Regions from separate parts of the Zea mays genome. Here region 2 is linked to region 1. A link is a contact called in public Hi-C data. All regions are on one chromosome and are shown on one strand. The core of a region is the stretch at or near the end of the contact, and the rest is flanking DNA. Distances in the headings are between cores, read along the strand shown. Region 1 holds the start of LOC100501704. Region 2 overlaps LOC111589913 (a long non-coding RNA gene).

Region 1 (3,053 bases), core at 396-2,895:
AATTTTTTTTAAAAAATCATTTCAATTGCGTAGTAATACGATATTCAAATTTATCAAATTCGAAATAAAAATTGCTTCATTTTTGCATTACTTACATAAGTATAAATTGTATGAATATGAATATTAAAAAAGTTAAATATAGTATATAAATTCTGTTAACACTACGTATATAGAGAATGTTGCTAAAGATAGAGAAGATATAAATGATGAGATCTTTTAGAGTGTTCTGTAAAGGACATGAAATATTTTTTAGGGGATTGAATTTAGAGAACATTGCTGGAGGTATCCTTAGAGTCAGCTCAGCCTATCTCGTTTACGAGTTCGAGCTGGCTTGTTTAGCTCGTGAGCCAAAACAAAAAAACAATATGTATATAATAATCAATTTGTAGTTAATTTTAAATTAATTTAATAATAGAAAATAGTAATTGTACCTATAGTTTCAGAAACCACATCAATGTAACACCAATTTAACACAAGTCATCACTCATCAATTCACAATTCACACACATGTTCATCAGTTTAACGCGCGGTTATATTCTCATAGACCAATTTAACATATAGACATAGTTCATCAATCATTAGTTTAACTCATAAGTCATATACACCACACATATATATACATGTTCCTTAATTATTACGTAAATGATATGCATATAGTTTCGTTTTGCTGAAATGTGTTAGCTTGTTTAGCTTACGACCGAGCTCGTTAACAAACTGAGCTGTCTCGTTAACGAACCAAACTATGATATTAACTTAACTTGTAAAAAAATTCAAATAAATCGATTCGACCTGAATCAAACTGATCATGAACCAAGCAAGATACGAGTATTTGGTCCAGATATGAGTATTCCGCCCGGCCTTAAAAGCATATATCTCCTACTCAGGCTGTCTCTAACAAGGATATGCAAAGCCTCCTTTCTCATAAATATAGCGGATGGAGACGTTCGACACGCGTCCAACAACGACCGCTACACCACCCGCTAAAATATAGCGAGCCTTCGTCAACCGCTACATCTGGCGGATAGACGATCGTGCGCTATACACTGTTCATCACACGCGTCACTCTCTTCCGCCCATTCCCGCGCTTGAGCAAAAACTTTTGCAGCCGTCCATGGCTGATGCCAGACTGTGGCGGCCTTCGCCCCTTTGAAGCCGAAGCCAGTGGTGAGCATCGCGGCTGTACTTTTTTTTGCCATATTATTGAAATAGTTGAACATATGCAATAATTCGTAAAATGCTAACGATCAATTTATTTAATTCGATAAAAAATGATGAAAATAATTTCTGTTAATATGGTTGCAAAGAATATAGAGGATGAGATATAGAGGACAAAATTTAGAGAACGTTGCTGAAAATATAGAAGATATAAAAGATGAAATCTTTTAAGGTGTACTATAAAAGACAAAAAATATTCTTTTGATGAAATCTAGTGACATTGCTGGAGACAGCCTCACGCCCCACCGCAGCCCCTCGATTCCGAACCCAAAACCTAACGCCTTATTCGCGGGCAAGTGGACCCACTGGTCAGGCACGGAGCATAAAACCCACCGGTGCTTGTCTATTCTACCTTTCGCGTGCTCCGCCGTCACGACCCAAATTATTGAGAGCCCAGGAAGTGAGAGATGAGCCTGCAGATTCCGGTGAGATCAGGCGCCCTGCGCCGCCTTCTCCTTCTAGGTGGCGCCGAGGGTCTACTGCGCACCTACTCCACCGGCGACCGGCGCCGGCGGGTGATCCGCGAGGCAAGGCAAGAGGAGGAGGACGAAGCGTTCCTCCGCACCCTCAACTTCGGCGCTGACCCCGAGAACAACCCTCTTCCCCCGCCGCCGAGGCATGGCAGAGGATTATCCGACGCCTCAGCCGGGAAGCAGCAGCAGCAGCCCGAGCGAAGCGCGCAGAAGGTCGTCGGGGAGACGCTGCTGGAGAAGCTTAAGCTGGGCGATGGTCCCTCCGCCGCCGCTGCTATAGGAGGCGGCGATGAGCCACGGCAGTCTGAGGACGAGCCTGCGCCCGCGCAGCCGGTGGACGTGGACGAGATCTTCCGAAAGATGAAGGAAACCGGGTTGATCCCAAACGCCGTGGCCATGCTCGACGGGCTGTGCAAGAACGGCCTGGTGCAGGACGCCATGAAGCTGTTTGGTCTAATGCGAGAGAAGGGAGCCATCCCGGAGGTGGTTATCTACACAGCTGTCGTCGAGGCATTCTGCAAGGTGGCTAAGCTAGACGACGCCGTGAGAATTTTCAGGAAGATGCAAGGGAATGGAGTCATCCCCAATGCATTCAGCTATTGGCTCCTGATACAGGGGCTGTACAAGGGGGGCAGGCTGGATGATGCTGTCGGGTTCTGTGTGGAGATGTTTGAGGCTGGGCTTGCACCGAATGCGGAGACGTTTGTAGGCTTGCTTGATGCAGTGTGCAAGACAAAAGGTGTGGATGAAGGCGAGAATCTTGTGAGGAGCTTCCAGGACAGAAACTTCGCTATTGATGAGAAATCAATCAGGGATCACCTGGACAAGAAAGGCCCATTCTCACCAGTAGTGTGGGAGGTGATCTTTGGCAAGAGAAAATCAGACCGACCATTCTAATCTCTACCAGAAAGTAGTATGTGCACACTCTCATCATTTTGTTAGCCTTGTAGTTATTATTTCTCAAGAGTTTGCTTGCTTTCATGGTTAAACAAATGGCTACCATGTCTTCTTTTATGGAATCTATAATTATGGCGATCTGTATGCACTTTTGTCATATGCAATTCACCTCCATCTATTCAACTGCCCCAATTAGGACATACTTGCTGCATTCACCTTGAGCTATTCAATCGTCCCAATTAGAACAACTTTCTTTGTTATTATGTTTCTGTTATGAAGGGTTGCTACTTGCACTGTATTTTGATTATTGGCAATTTAAGTGCAAGATGATCAATTCACACACGAATACATAATTTGTGCTCAGATACAGTTTCAGTGTCATCAGATTGCTACTTCAATACAATGACTTGATAATTTGAGAGTCAACTTGTTGATACTTCAAGATAGTGTAAACCACAATTGGCTGGC
Region 2 (3,051 bases), core at 460-2,959, 160 kb before region 1:
GCTTGTGATTCAAATTGTTGCCTGATGATCAGTTCATGCTCTTCAATCTGTAGCAGTTCACTTTTCCTGTATAAAATGCTGCATTGGATAGTTGGTCATGATCAAGGCTCCAAAATACACTAGCTGTACTGTCACGCAATCCTAGTCTTAATAAACATTCTGCACATCGGCTCAACTAATCAAACAACAGAATTTGGGATTTGTTTGGAACCACCTAGTTTGAAAAAAATGGTTTATAAAGACTGATGCAGTTCCAAACATACCAGTTTATCCAAATTGAATTCAGAGTTTCTTAAACCAAGAAGCTAGGCTCTCCTACCTAATAAAATAAAAACTGATTTCTTTAAAACTAGGTTGCTTCCAAACAATACCTTAATTATCTAACACAACAGTTTCTACTAGGTTAGATCTGGTTGGAACCTTTTTTTTTCAAATAAAGTGAATCGTTGCATGTTAAGCTTCAGTCTACACTGGTGTTCCAAGCAAACATTTTAGTCGCTTTTTAAAATATGGTGATTATCACTACTTCATGTACAAAGTCTACCATACTTTTTACCCAGCTAAAAGTATGGTGGACGCTGCAAAAACGACACTTCTTTAGTTCTTGTGTTATGAAATTATAACAATGTGTTAGATTATTAGCCTACTCATATACCTTATTCGACAAACACTTTAACTGACTTAGTACCTGCTTGTCGTAATCAAAGGGAAAGAGAAAATAGACATATAGTATGTTACTGTTTCTATCATTTCAAATAATGTTCTTTCTTATATAATCCTGATATTGCATTAAAATCTTTAGTATTGTCTATACTAACATACTACTCTCATTTATATACAGGTATGAGGTTCTATCACTTTTGGTCCTGAGACTTTTATGTACATATTAGTCTGGTGTTTAAACCTTCCTAAAACGGTGTCTATGCAAGAAAAGCTAGGCCACTTTTGATCAATAGACTCATTTGCACCTTGCACACATAGAAAAGGCTCCATCACTTTTGGTCACAAGACTTTTATGTATATATTAACCTGATGTTGAAGCCTTTCTACAACTATGTGTGTATGCAATGAAAACTATGTCACTTCTGCTTAGTAGACTTTTATGTACATATGACTCCCCTGTTGGAACCTTTGTACAACTATACTTGCATATGTAAACTCTGCAGATACACTATTACTGGACACTAAATTATGCTAGTTCAATGTAACTTGCTACTTATTTTAATCTAAATTTGTATTACTACTGCTACTGCGTTGTTGGTATAAAAAAAACAATTACGCGCAGGCGCGCGCGTAACGCACTAGTTCTATAAATTTCTGCTCATATCCTAGTTTTATGACATATCGTCAACATTCTATCCTCTAATTTTTCATCTCTCCTAGCGGATTTTTCTAAATTCTTTTTCTATATCCCATTACAACCAAAAAATATTGTTCTTCATATCTATTTATCATCAATTACTATTTTTCATCTATAAAAAATAATGCCATGTGTGAGCTTTGAGGGCAGGAGGCCGGCTGCCACCGCGCCATATCTAGCATAAAATTGTTGCCCGCTCTACTACAGTAGCCGGTAGGGGAGCAGGCATTGGCATGCGTTGTGCAGTAGGGTGACACTAAATGTCAACGGTAGCAGAGGAGGTAGCAGCTGGCAAACGTTGCTGCACATAGTTTGATGCTGTCCGCAGTCGTTCCCCCTCCCCTCGCTAGCATAGGGGGTGCAGGTGCTCGCTACCAGCCGCAACGGCTTTCCCCACGCGGTCCCCTACACGGCAGACGTATTCTCCCTCCCTTCGTTCTTGCTATTTCCCTCTAGCACTGTTCACAGCTCGCGTTTTGTGCCTGTAAGTAAATTTTAGTAGATGAAAAATTGGTAGTGAAGGAAAAGTAGAGATAGAAAATAATATTTTATTGTTGTAGTGGGGTATAGGGATATTTAGAGGAAATCGGTGCGAGAGATGAAAAATTATGGGCGGAATCTTAGCGACCTAGCACAAAAGTAGAATATAGGGGGCGAAATTTAGAAAGAACCACATATTCATTAGTTTCCTATAATCTCTCTAAACTTATGGACTGTTTGAAAGCACATCAGTTTTTATTCCCAGTTCCTAGAAACTAGTTTATAAAAAAAAGTTGGGTGAGGATGTTTGGAACTCAGTTTCTAGTTTTTTGTTACACAATTACTAGCATACCCTTTCTCTATTTTAAAAAACAGTGGCAATACATACAAATTTCATGAAACCAACAAGGACATGATGTAACTAAACAAAAAAAGTTGGTTTTAGCTAATTGAGAGTATCTTCTTGGTTTTTAAGAAACTGTAAAGTGGGACGTAAACTGGTATATTTGAAAACACTCTAGTTTCATAAACCAATTTCTTAAAAAAATATGCGCTTCCAAATAGGCACTTAGATTTAGTAAGTTGCTAAATACATATTTAGAATAAAAACAACCTAGCCTTCAAAAGTTATCAATTCTTAGAGTGTTAAATATTTTAAAATTATATTAATTGGATGGTAAATTCATCATTTTCGTGGCTTAAACGATTTAAAATGCATATTTGTACCCGTGGGCGAGCTCCATAGCAGAGAAATGATTTCACAGTATGATTGATAAGTCAAATAGGCTATTGAGAGTGCAAAACAACTTATCAAGCTTAGGGACTAAATAGAGATATTTAAGAAATTGGTATATTTGGGGGACCCGATTTAAAGAATTATAGGAACATGATTTTTGTTACTCACACCCTAAAATAATTTTGGAGAGGTTTTTTTAGTAACTAGTGGAGATGGTCTAACTTATTATCGATATTACTATTGACAGTCATCGGTCTTTATTTACTACATGCTTCCATATATAACTTTATTTGTAGATTTTTAGTTTTGATAAAGTATAATGTTTTACTAAAATAAGAAATCATTTAAGTACATTTTAAGCGAATAAAATTACATTATTTATAAAAATAATTAAAAGTTACATAACTCAAACATAAAAGTAAAATAAATAATACGTAAATAAAATCTTAATTATAGAACATATTTCAAAAAAATT

Evidence for each region. A called contact is a pair of places that touch in the nucleus more often than the background predicts.
Region 2: a contact with region 1 is called in a Hi-C map of ear, with 1.5 times the contacts expected there. The contact joins the enhancer-like site here to the promoter of LOC100501704 in region 1. A contact is called at or near these places in 2 of 25 Hi-C or Micro-C datasets (ear and endosperm).

The regions. Positions count from the first base shown.
Region 1 is chr8:61,927,766-61,930,818 of Zm-B73-REFERENCE-NAM-5.0, reverse strand. It overlaps LOC100501704, which reads left to right and starts at 1,645. Exons shown (of 1, transcript NM_001196378.1): 1 at 1,645-3,053. The coding sequence starts at 2,049. The coding sequence ends at 2,585.
Region 2 is chr8:62,082,834-62,085,884 of Zm-B73-REFERENCE-NAM-5.0, reverse strand. It overlaps LOC111589913 (a long non-coding RNA gene), which reads left to right. Exons shown (of 3, transcript XR_002748994.2): 3 at 842-1,249. Among protein-coding and RNA genes, the nearest start is that of LOC111589913, 3.7 kb to the left of the region's middle. Within about 2 kb of position 1,709, at least 14 of the 20 cell types and tissues checked have an H3K27ac peak or open chromatin away from gene starts, as enhancers often do. A contact at or near this core is called in ear, where this site is marked.